Regions from separate parts of the Sus scrofa genome. Here region 1 is linked to region 2. Evidence: chromatin contacts called from public Hi-C data. All regions are on one chromosome and are shown on one strand. Each heading gives the region's core, a stretch centred on a gene start, on an enhancer-like site or on the middle of the called end of the contact. The rest is flanking DNA. Distances are from core to core; before and after follow the strand shown.

Region 1 (4,196 bases), core at 656-3,155, 98 kb before region 2:
GGTTCGGTCCCTGCCCTTGCTCAGTGGGTTAACGATCCGGCGTTGCCGTGAGCTGTGGTGTAGGTTGCAGACGAGGCTCGGATCCCGAGTTGCTGTGGCTCTGGCGTAGGCCGGTGGCTACGGCTCCGATTCAACCCCTAGCCTGGGAACCTCCATATGCCGCGGGAGCGGCCCAAGAAATAGCAACAACAACAACAACAAAAAAAGACAAAAAAAAAAAAAAATGGAATTCTACTTGAGCCAAATTGAGGATTATAATCTGAGAAGCAGATTCTCAGAAAGCTCTGAGAACTGTTCCCCCTGTTAGAAGTTGAAGGTACAGTCATATACATTCTCAAGCCAAGGATCATACATCAAGATGACACACTGATATTTTACATAAAGCTCACCAAGGATACACAGTCCAGGTAAACACATATAAAGCAAGAAGCAAATCAACATGACCCCCTACAGAGCTGGGAAAGAATATTAAGTAGTTACACTGCTAGCTTTAGAAGAAAAAAAATTGATCTTCACTCTCAAGCAGGCGTTCTCATCTTTGAGGATCTCTAGAGGATAATGTGTAGTGCAGATGCTCATTACATCTGGGAGGGATGTTGGAAAGGAGGGAGGGAAGAAGGAAGGAGGTGCAAAGAAACAAAATTTTATTTTTTTCTTGTCCTTCCTTTAGATACAAACTTTATTTCATCACGTGAAATTTTATTTCATTATGTGTAATAATCATTCACATTCCCCAGCTCTTACTACATGTCATGCTCTGTTCTTTAACAACTCTGCAGCAGGAATTAGTCATCCCACAGGGAAACAGAGAGGTGGAGACATTTGGCCAAAGTCACAGAGCTGGTTAAGTGGTGGAGCAGGACCTGGAGCCAAGTCCAGTCTGAGTCCAGACCACCCTACCTGGGAACCCGCGCCCCTACCCGCAGTGGTCTGTCACCTCTTCCACACCCATCTGAGGTTGAGCCTGGACAAAGGTGCCCTGCACCCTGGGGGAGACCCCACCTCCGGCTTTCAGCCCTGCCAGAGATTAGGGAGTCCCAGCGTTGGGAGGCAGCTCTGCACCTCGGGGCAAAGGTCCTGGGACAGTGGCCAGGGTCAAAAGAGCAGCAACCCTCCGGTGTACTCCTAGCCAGACTCCAGCCACATGCACCGTGTTGGTGGTAGTGTTGGCGCGGGCGGGGGCGGGGTGTTGGTTTGGGGTTGGCCCCACAGGCCCGCGAGGCAGGTTTTACCCGCGCGCTGTTTGGCTGGCTGCGGACTAGACCCTACCATTGATTGGATGTATCAGGGCTACAGGTTCCTGCTGATTGGCCGAGGAAGATGGCTGTCCTTTAGTTTAACACTGTCTATAGGCTGAAGATGAAATCCCCCTCCCCTTATAATTGGTTGGCGGGCTTGGCTGTGATCCAGTCATAAAATCAGTCGAGGGCTGCTGGGGAGGGTGGGAGTTAACCTCTTAGAGACCGCCGCCCGGCTTGGACGCTTTACATCTGCGGTGCCCGGCTGCTTCCCCACATTTTGGCCTACAGCCCCGGGGCACTGTGGCTTATTCTCCCAGGGCTTACTTTCTCCCGTGGTTCCAACAGCCGAGGCCTGTAGGTCCCTCGAGAGGGGTGGTTGCGGACCTCAATTTCCCTTTTCTCCCCTCTCCAGGGCAGAATCCAGTAGGCAATGGTCACAGGTGGAGTCATTAGTTCTCCGAAAGCGGAAGTCCCCGGCCTCAGTTTCCCCAATTGCACTATGAGCTCTGCGTTACACCCCATTCCCACGGAAGGTGGCCTCAGGCCTCAGTCTCCAGAATAGTCCCAGAGGGCTGAGCCCCCACCTCCTTTTCCCTCCTGCGCAGGCCGGAGGCCTGTTTCTTGGTTCGCTCCAGCAGGCCGAGCCCCCGCCCGCCCACTGGAAGCGGCCAATGGCTGGGGCGCTCCCCCCTCGGGGCGGAGTTGCGTCACGTGCGGGGAAGAAAGAGCCGGAGGCACACAGGGCGTGGGGCGGAGCGGCCATGGCAGGTACGGCGAACCTTGAGGGGGTCCAGCGAGGCGCCAGGCTGGGGGGCTGGACCGTGGACCGGCTCGGGGCGCGCGGCCCCTCTGCAGCCTGTTGCTGCCTGCAGCTCCGGAGTCGCTGTCCCCGGCGGGCGGCGCGGGCGAGGAGGCGCCGGATGACGACGAGGACGAGGCGGAGGCCGAGGACCCCGAACGTCCAGGGGCAGTCGGCGGCGCGCGCAGTGGCGGCGGCGGCGGGGCCGGGGCGGGGAGCTGCGGCGGGCCCGGGAGCGCGTTCACTAGGCGCGCGGTCACGCTGCGCGTGCTCCTCAAAGACGGACTGCTGGAGCCCGGCTCCGGGGTGCTGTCCATCTACTACCTGGTGAGCGCTCCCCAGCCCCAGCCCATCCTAGCTGGGGCCAAAAGGGGAAACCGGACTCCAGAGTGCTCCTTTGCTACAGGCCAAGCCGCAGCGTGGGGAGGGGAAACTGAGGCACGGAGCATCCTGACCTTCTTGGGCAGGAGGACATTGTTTACCAAACACCCAGTTCCACAAAGGAGAAACGCAGGCTCAGAGAGGGCACTAGTGCTTTCCTGGCTGTGTGATCTCGCTCAGCCTCCTCAAGTCCTAGTTTCCCCATCTGTAAAACGGGATTTTTTCCCTCCCACGTGGTCGTATGAGGATTCAGTGAATAAAGTGCTCAGCAGTATGCCTGCTACACAGTAAGTGCTTTATAAGTGTTTGCTGTTATTACTGTTGTTATTAATATAGTTTTGCTCTTTGTGAGTGGGAGCAATTTGTGAATTGAGCACCTGTTGTGTGCCAGGCTGTGTTGGGCATTAGGGACACAGCAGAGAGCAATACAGACCCTGTTCTGTCCTTTGTGGCTCACAGTCCAGTGAAGGGAGTGGAGGACAGACACATAACTGGAAGTTTCAATCCAGGCTGAACAGGACTAGACCATGGATATCTAGGTATTGGGAGGCACCTAAGCTAAAAGGCTTTGTGGAAGAAAGTGGGAAGTAGGTGCCAAACTCTGGGAGAGTTAGGGAGGATTTTCTGGAGGAGGGGTCTTGATGGGTATCAGCTCCTGGGCCCAGCCAGCCCACTCTCACTGCAGGGGAAGAAGTTCGTGGGAGACCTGCAGCCCGATGGGAGGATTGTGTGGCAGGAAACAGGGCAGGTGTTCAACTCACCCAGTGCCTGGGCCACCCATTGCAAGAAGCTGGTGAACCCAGCCAAGAAGTCCGGCTGTGGCTGGGCCTCCGTCAAGTACAAGGGCCAGAAACTGGACAAGTACAAGGCTGCCTGGCTCCGGCGAAACCAGTTCCATGTGCCTGCAGTTGCTGCCGATGAGGTGCGTCTTTTAGCCTCCCTGACTCACTGCTGCATAAAGAGTGCCCCGAGACAGAGTACTGGAGCTGGGGCCTTGAGGGATGAATAAGAGTTTGTCAAAGCAAGATGAAGGGAAGAGCTTTCCAGAGGGGGGAATGGCATATGCAAAGCCATGTAGGCATGAAGCAACACATACTGCTTAAGGAACCATTATTGCCTGAGATAGCTGAAGAAGCAGATGCCTTGGTATCTGAGAGAGCTGGAGACGTTAGCAGGGACCAGATCTAGGACGGTCTTGAATGCCATGATAATAACAGATGTTCCTTGAATGATCACGAGCTTGGGAAACTTGGCCAAGAACCCTCTCTGGGTTCTCAGTCTTCTTTATGTGTAAAATGGAGATGATAACGGTACCCATGTGTATCAGGTACAAACACACAGATCTGGCTGGAAACTCAAGCAGGAGTTGATGCTGCAATATTGAGGCAGATTCCTTGTTGTTCAGGAAACCTCAGTTTTTACTCTTAAGGCCTTTCCACAGATTGGGCGAGACCCACCAACATTTTCAAGCATAATCTTCTTCATTGAAAGTCAACCTATTGTAGATGTGAAACACATCTATCCAACACCTTCACAGTAACCCCTAGACTATTGTTTGATTACATAACAGTACTAGAGCCTAGCCAGGTTGACTTAACAAAACTAATTTTCACACTATGCCATAGGGCTGTTCTTTGAGCGAGTATTTAGTAAATGCCAGTGATGTGTCATGGTTTGGAGATAAAGCAGAGAACAAAATGAGAAGAATCCCTGCCTTCATGGAGAGAGAAACAAAAAATAAGTCCATCTTACAGTATATTGGAAGAAGTGAGCAG
Region 2 (3,936 bases), core at 1,301-3,800:
TCCTAGAAGTGGCATTCTTGCCCTCAGACTGACTGAACGTATGACCTCAGGCAAGCAGGTCCCTCTTTGGGCCTCAGGGTCCCCATTTGTACTCTGGCCTAGTCTAGACTCCTCTGCACCAACTTCCTTGATTATGGTGCAACTTCTACCCCAATGTGAGGGAGACCAGTTATTAGTAAAGAAAAATACGGGGAGTTCTCACTGTGGCGTAATGGGATCAGTGGCATCTTGGGAGCACTGGGACAAAAGTTCCATCCCCAGGTTGTCAGAGTGGGTTAAAGTGGCTTGGGTCCTGACTGTGGCTTGGATCTGATCTCTGGCTGGGGAACTCCATATGTCTCTGGGTAGCCAAAAAAAAAAAAAAAAACCCAAAAATGGAATGCCCAGTTAGATCCAAATTTTAGATCCAAATACTTTACTGTTTATATATATGACTTATTGTTTAATTTACTGTTTGTATATATAATTAAAATTGACAATCTTAATTTTTTTTTCCATTTTGGGGCCACACCCTCAGCATATATGGGGGTTCCCAGGCTAGGGGTCCAATCAGGGCAATGGCTGCTGCCCTACGCGACAGCCATAGCAATACTGGATTGTTAACTCACTGAGCGAGGCCAGGGATCGAACCCGCACCTCATAGTTCCTAGTCGGATTTATTTCCGCTGCACCATGACGGGAACTCTGGTTCTATAAGTTTTGTTTTTTTGTTTTTGTTTTTTGTCTTTTTTGTTGTTGTTGTTGTTGTTGTTGTTGCTATTTCTTGGGCCGCTCCCATGGCATATGGAGGTTCCCAGGCTAGGGGTCCAATTGGAGCTGTAGCCACCGGCCTACGCCAGAGCCACAGCAACATGGGATCCGAGCCGCGTCTGCAACCTACACCACAGCTCACGGCAACGCCGGATCGTTAACCCACTGAGCAAAGGGCAGGGACCGAACCCGTAACCTCATGGTTCCTAGTCGGATTCGTTAACCACTGCACCATGACGGGAACTCCCCTGGTTCTATAAGTTTTGATATCGATGTTTGCTTTTATTTCTCTTGGATAGACACCTGGTTGGAATTACTGGCTCATATGGTAAGTGTCGGTTTAACTTTGGAAAAAAGAAAGAAAACTCGTCTTTTTGAGATAGATTTCACATGCTTAGGGATGTTTCTTGAAACTAAAGTATTATATCTGTACCCTGGGATCAAATCCCTCCATTTTTTTCATAAAGTTTTTTTGTTTGTTTGTTTGTTTGTTTTTTGTCTTGAGGGCTGCAACCAAGGCATATGAAGCTCCCAGGCTAGGGGTAGAATCGGAGCTATAGCTGCCAGCCTACGTCAGAGCCATAGCAACACCAGATCCAAGTCGCGTCTGAGACCTACACCACAGCTCATGGCAACGCTGGATCCTTAACCCACTGAGCGAGGCCAGGGATCAAACCCACAACCTCAAGGTTCCTAGTCGGGTTGGTTTCTGCTGCGCCTCCAAGGGAACAAATAAAGTTAAAATAAAACCCAAACAGGCCATCGATATTCACAAGGCATACAATAGGATCCTTCTGCCCCAAATGCCCTTCCAGCACCCACTGGTCTAATCATCTTTGACCTCTGGTTAAACTATTTCTTCAGGAGTTCTCGTCGTGGCGCAGTGGTTAACGAATCCGACTAGGAACCATGAGGTTGCAGGTTCGGTCCCTGCCCTTGCTCAGTGGGTTAACGATCCGGCGTTGCCGTGAGCTGTGGTGTAGGTTGCAGATGCGGCTCGGATCCCGCGTTGCTGTGGCTCTAGCGTAGGCCAGTGGCTACAGCTCCGATTGGACCCCTAGCCTGGGAACCTCCATATGCCGCAGGAACGGCCCAAGAAATAGCAAAAAGACAAAAAAACAAAACAAAAAAAACCTATTTCTTCAGAGAAAAACCTATTGGTTCCCCAGGATAGGGAAAGTTTCCGCCATTACTCAGCTCTTTCTCAAGAACTCTATTTTACTTTTGAGTTATTTAGAAAGAAATGAACATTTCCTTGCCCTGCTAGACACTGAATTCTCAAAAGCAGGGTTAATAGCACTTAGTGCTTCAAGTACTTCCTACTGCCAGGCACAGTTTCCGGAGCCTTAGGGGTGGTGATGTCATTTAATCTTCACATAGGATCCCTACCATTATGAATCCCATTTTACAGATGGGGATACTGAAGCAGAGATTATAGTAATTTACAGTAACTTATCCATGGCAGTGCTCAATACATTTTTCTCCACTGAATTACTATGTATATTGCATATTTTGTGGCTCTGGCACATGGCGCTCAATAAACTTGTCCTGAGTGAAGAAATAAGTGTTTCGTGCCCTTTTTTTTGGCTATTTTTCCTCAGAACCCCCCATACCTCCCGCCTCTACCCAAGCCCCACCCTCTCAAGCCTGCAACGGCGCGTCCCTATTTTGAGTTGAACCTTGTCTCACGATATCCAATGGTGGACAGGTGCTTCAGCTCCTCCTCCTGTGATAGCCAATGCCCACTCTCTACCTTGAGCCGCTTCTCTCGTGGTATCCAATGGCCTGCAGATCTATATTAAGCCCCTCCTCAGGGTACCGGGAGGCTACCAATGACCCTCCCTTTACATTGATTGGGCCTTCTTTCCTATGATATCCAATAGCATGCTGGCTACTTAAGGCTCCTCCTCCTATGGCCGTCTAATGCCCTCCCCGCTACCCTATACCCCGCCCTAAACGACTCTGGCTGCCCGCTTCTTCACTTGCTGTCCGCCTGTTTCCCTCCTCCCACCTTTCCTCTTTCACCTCCCATAACCTCCGTCCCCTCCCATTAGGCCTCCACGTCACGCCCCCTTGCCTGTATCCGTTATCCAATCCCGTTAACTTGCTCTGCTCCAACCCCTCTTCTTATTGGTCCCCATGCTCCTCTATCCCCGCACGTGGTCCTGAGCGACGGCGTCGCCCACCCCTGATGGTCGGAGGGCGGGACTTCCGGCGGCAGACAAGCCAATAAACACGCTCCGACTCGCTAACCAGGCCGCCGCCCCCGCCCCTTCGGCGCCCTGCTCCCGCCCCCAGCTTCGCCTCCCGCTGCCGCCGCCTCCGCCGCAGCCGCTGTCGCCGCCGCTGCCGCTTCCCGCGGCCTGGGCCTCTCGCCGCCAGCATGCCGCACGCCTTCAAGCCCGGGGACTTGGTGTTCGCCAAGATGAAGGGCTACCCTCACTGGCCCGCCCGGGTGAGGCCGCGCGGGAGATTGGCCAGGCGACAGGGGGGTGGGGGGTGGGGCAGTAAGGGGCCCCAGGCCTGAGGGACCCGCGCGCCGGGGGTCTGGGAGTACCCCTCCTTGAGGAACCCGCTTGCCAGGAGTTTGGAGGCACCCAGGCCTGGGGTACTCGCGTGCCTGCAGGTTGGGGGTCCCTAGCCTGAGGGATTCTCCCGCGTGAGGTATGGGGGAACTTGGGCCTGGATGTCTGAGGGTCCCATGCCTGAGGGACGCACCTGCCGGGAGTTTTATGGGGACCTGGGCTTGAGGGGCCCGGGCGCCGGGGCTGTCGAGGGCGCTGAGATTAGGGGACCCTCTGGGGGCTCCCAGAGCCGAGGTATATGGGTTGAGGGACTTGGGGTCTCAGGGCTCAGGGTTTAAGTTTGAAGGAGGTCGGTAGCTATGACTGGAGCTGAAGAACCTTGGATTTGAGGAGAAGGCTCAAACTGATGAGAAGGAGGTGCTCTGGACCTCTTTGGGGGGGCAACAAGAAGCCAAATTCTGAGGGCCTGGGGGTCGAGGTGGGCCTAGGGTAAGGGTTCCAGTAATGGAGAAAAGTAGAAGTTCGAGGTTGAGAGATGCTCAGGAGGGTCAGGGCCGGAAATAGGGCTGGGGGCTATATTCACAAGGTCGCTGGAGCTAAGAGGACTCTGTCTGAAAATGTGGGACATCAGAGACCAGAGGTTGGAATAAGACTTGTTTGG

The links. A called contact is a pair of places that touch in the nucleus more often than the background predicts.
Region 1: a Hi-C map of liver shows a contact between it and region 2, with 5 times the contacts expected there. The contact joins the promoter of MPND here to the promoter of UBXN6 in region 2. A contact is called at or near these places in 2 of 47 Hi-C or Micro-C datasets (heart right ventricle and liver).

The regions. Positions count from the first base shown.
Region 1 is chr2:74,453,637-74,457,832 of Sscrofa11.1, reverse strand. It overlaps MPND (MPN domain-containing protein), which reads left to right and starts at 1,905. Exons shown (of 12, transcript XM_021084063.1): 1 at 1,905-2,009; 2 at 2,114-2,367; 3 at 3,107-3,343. The coding sequence starts at 1,913.
Region 2 is chr2:74,356,136-74,360,071 of Sscrofa11.1, reverse strand. It overlaps UBXN6 (UBX domain-containing protein 6), which reads right to left and starts at 2,550. Exons shown (of 11, transcript XM_003123069.4): 1 at 2,430-2,550. HDGFL2 (hepatoma-derived growth factor-related protein 2) reads left to right here and starts at 3,035. Exons shown (of 16, transcript XM_005661325.3): 1 at 3,035-3,205. The coding sequence starts at 3,134.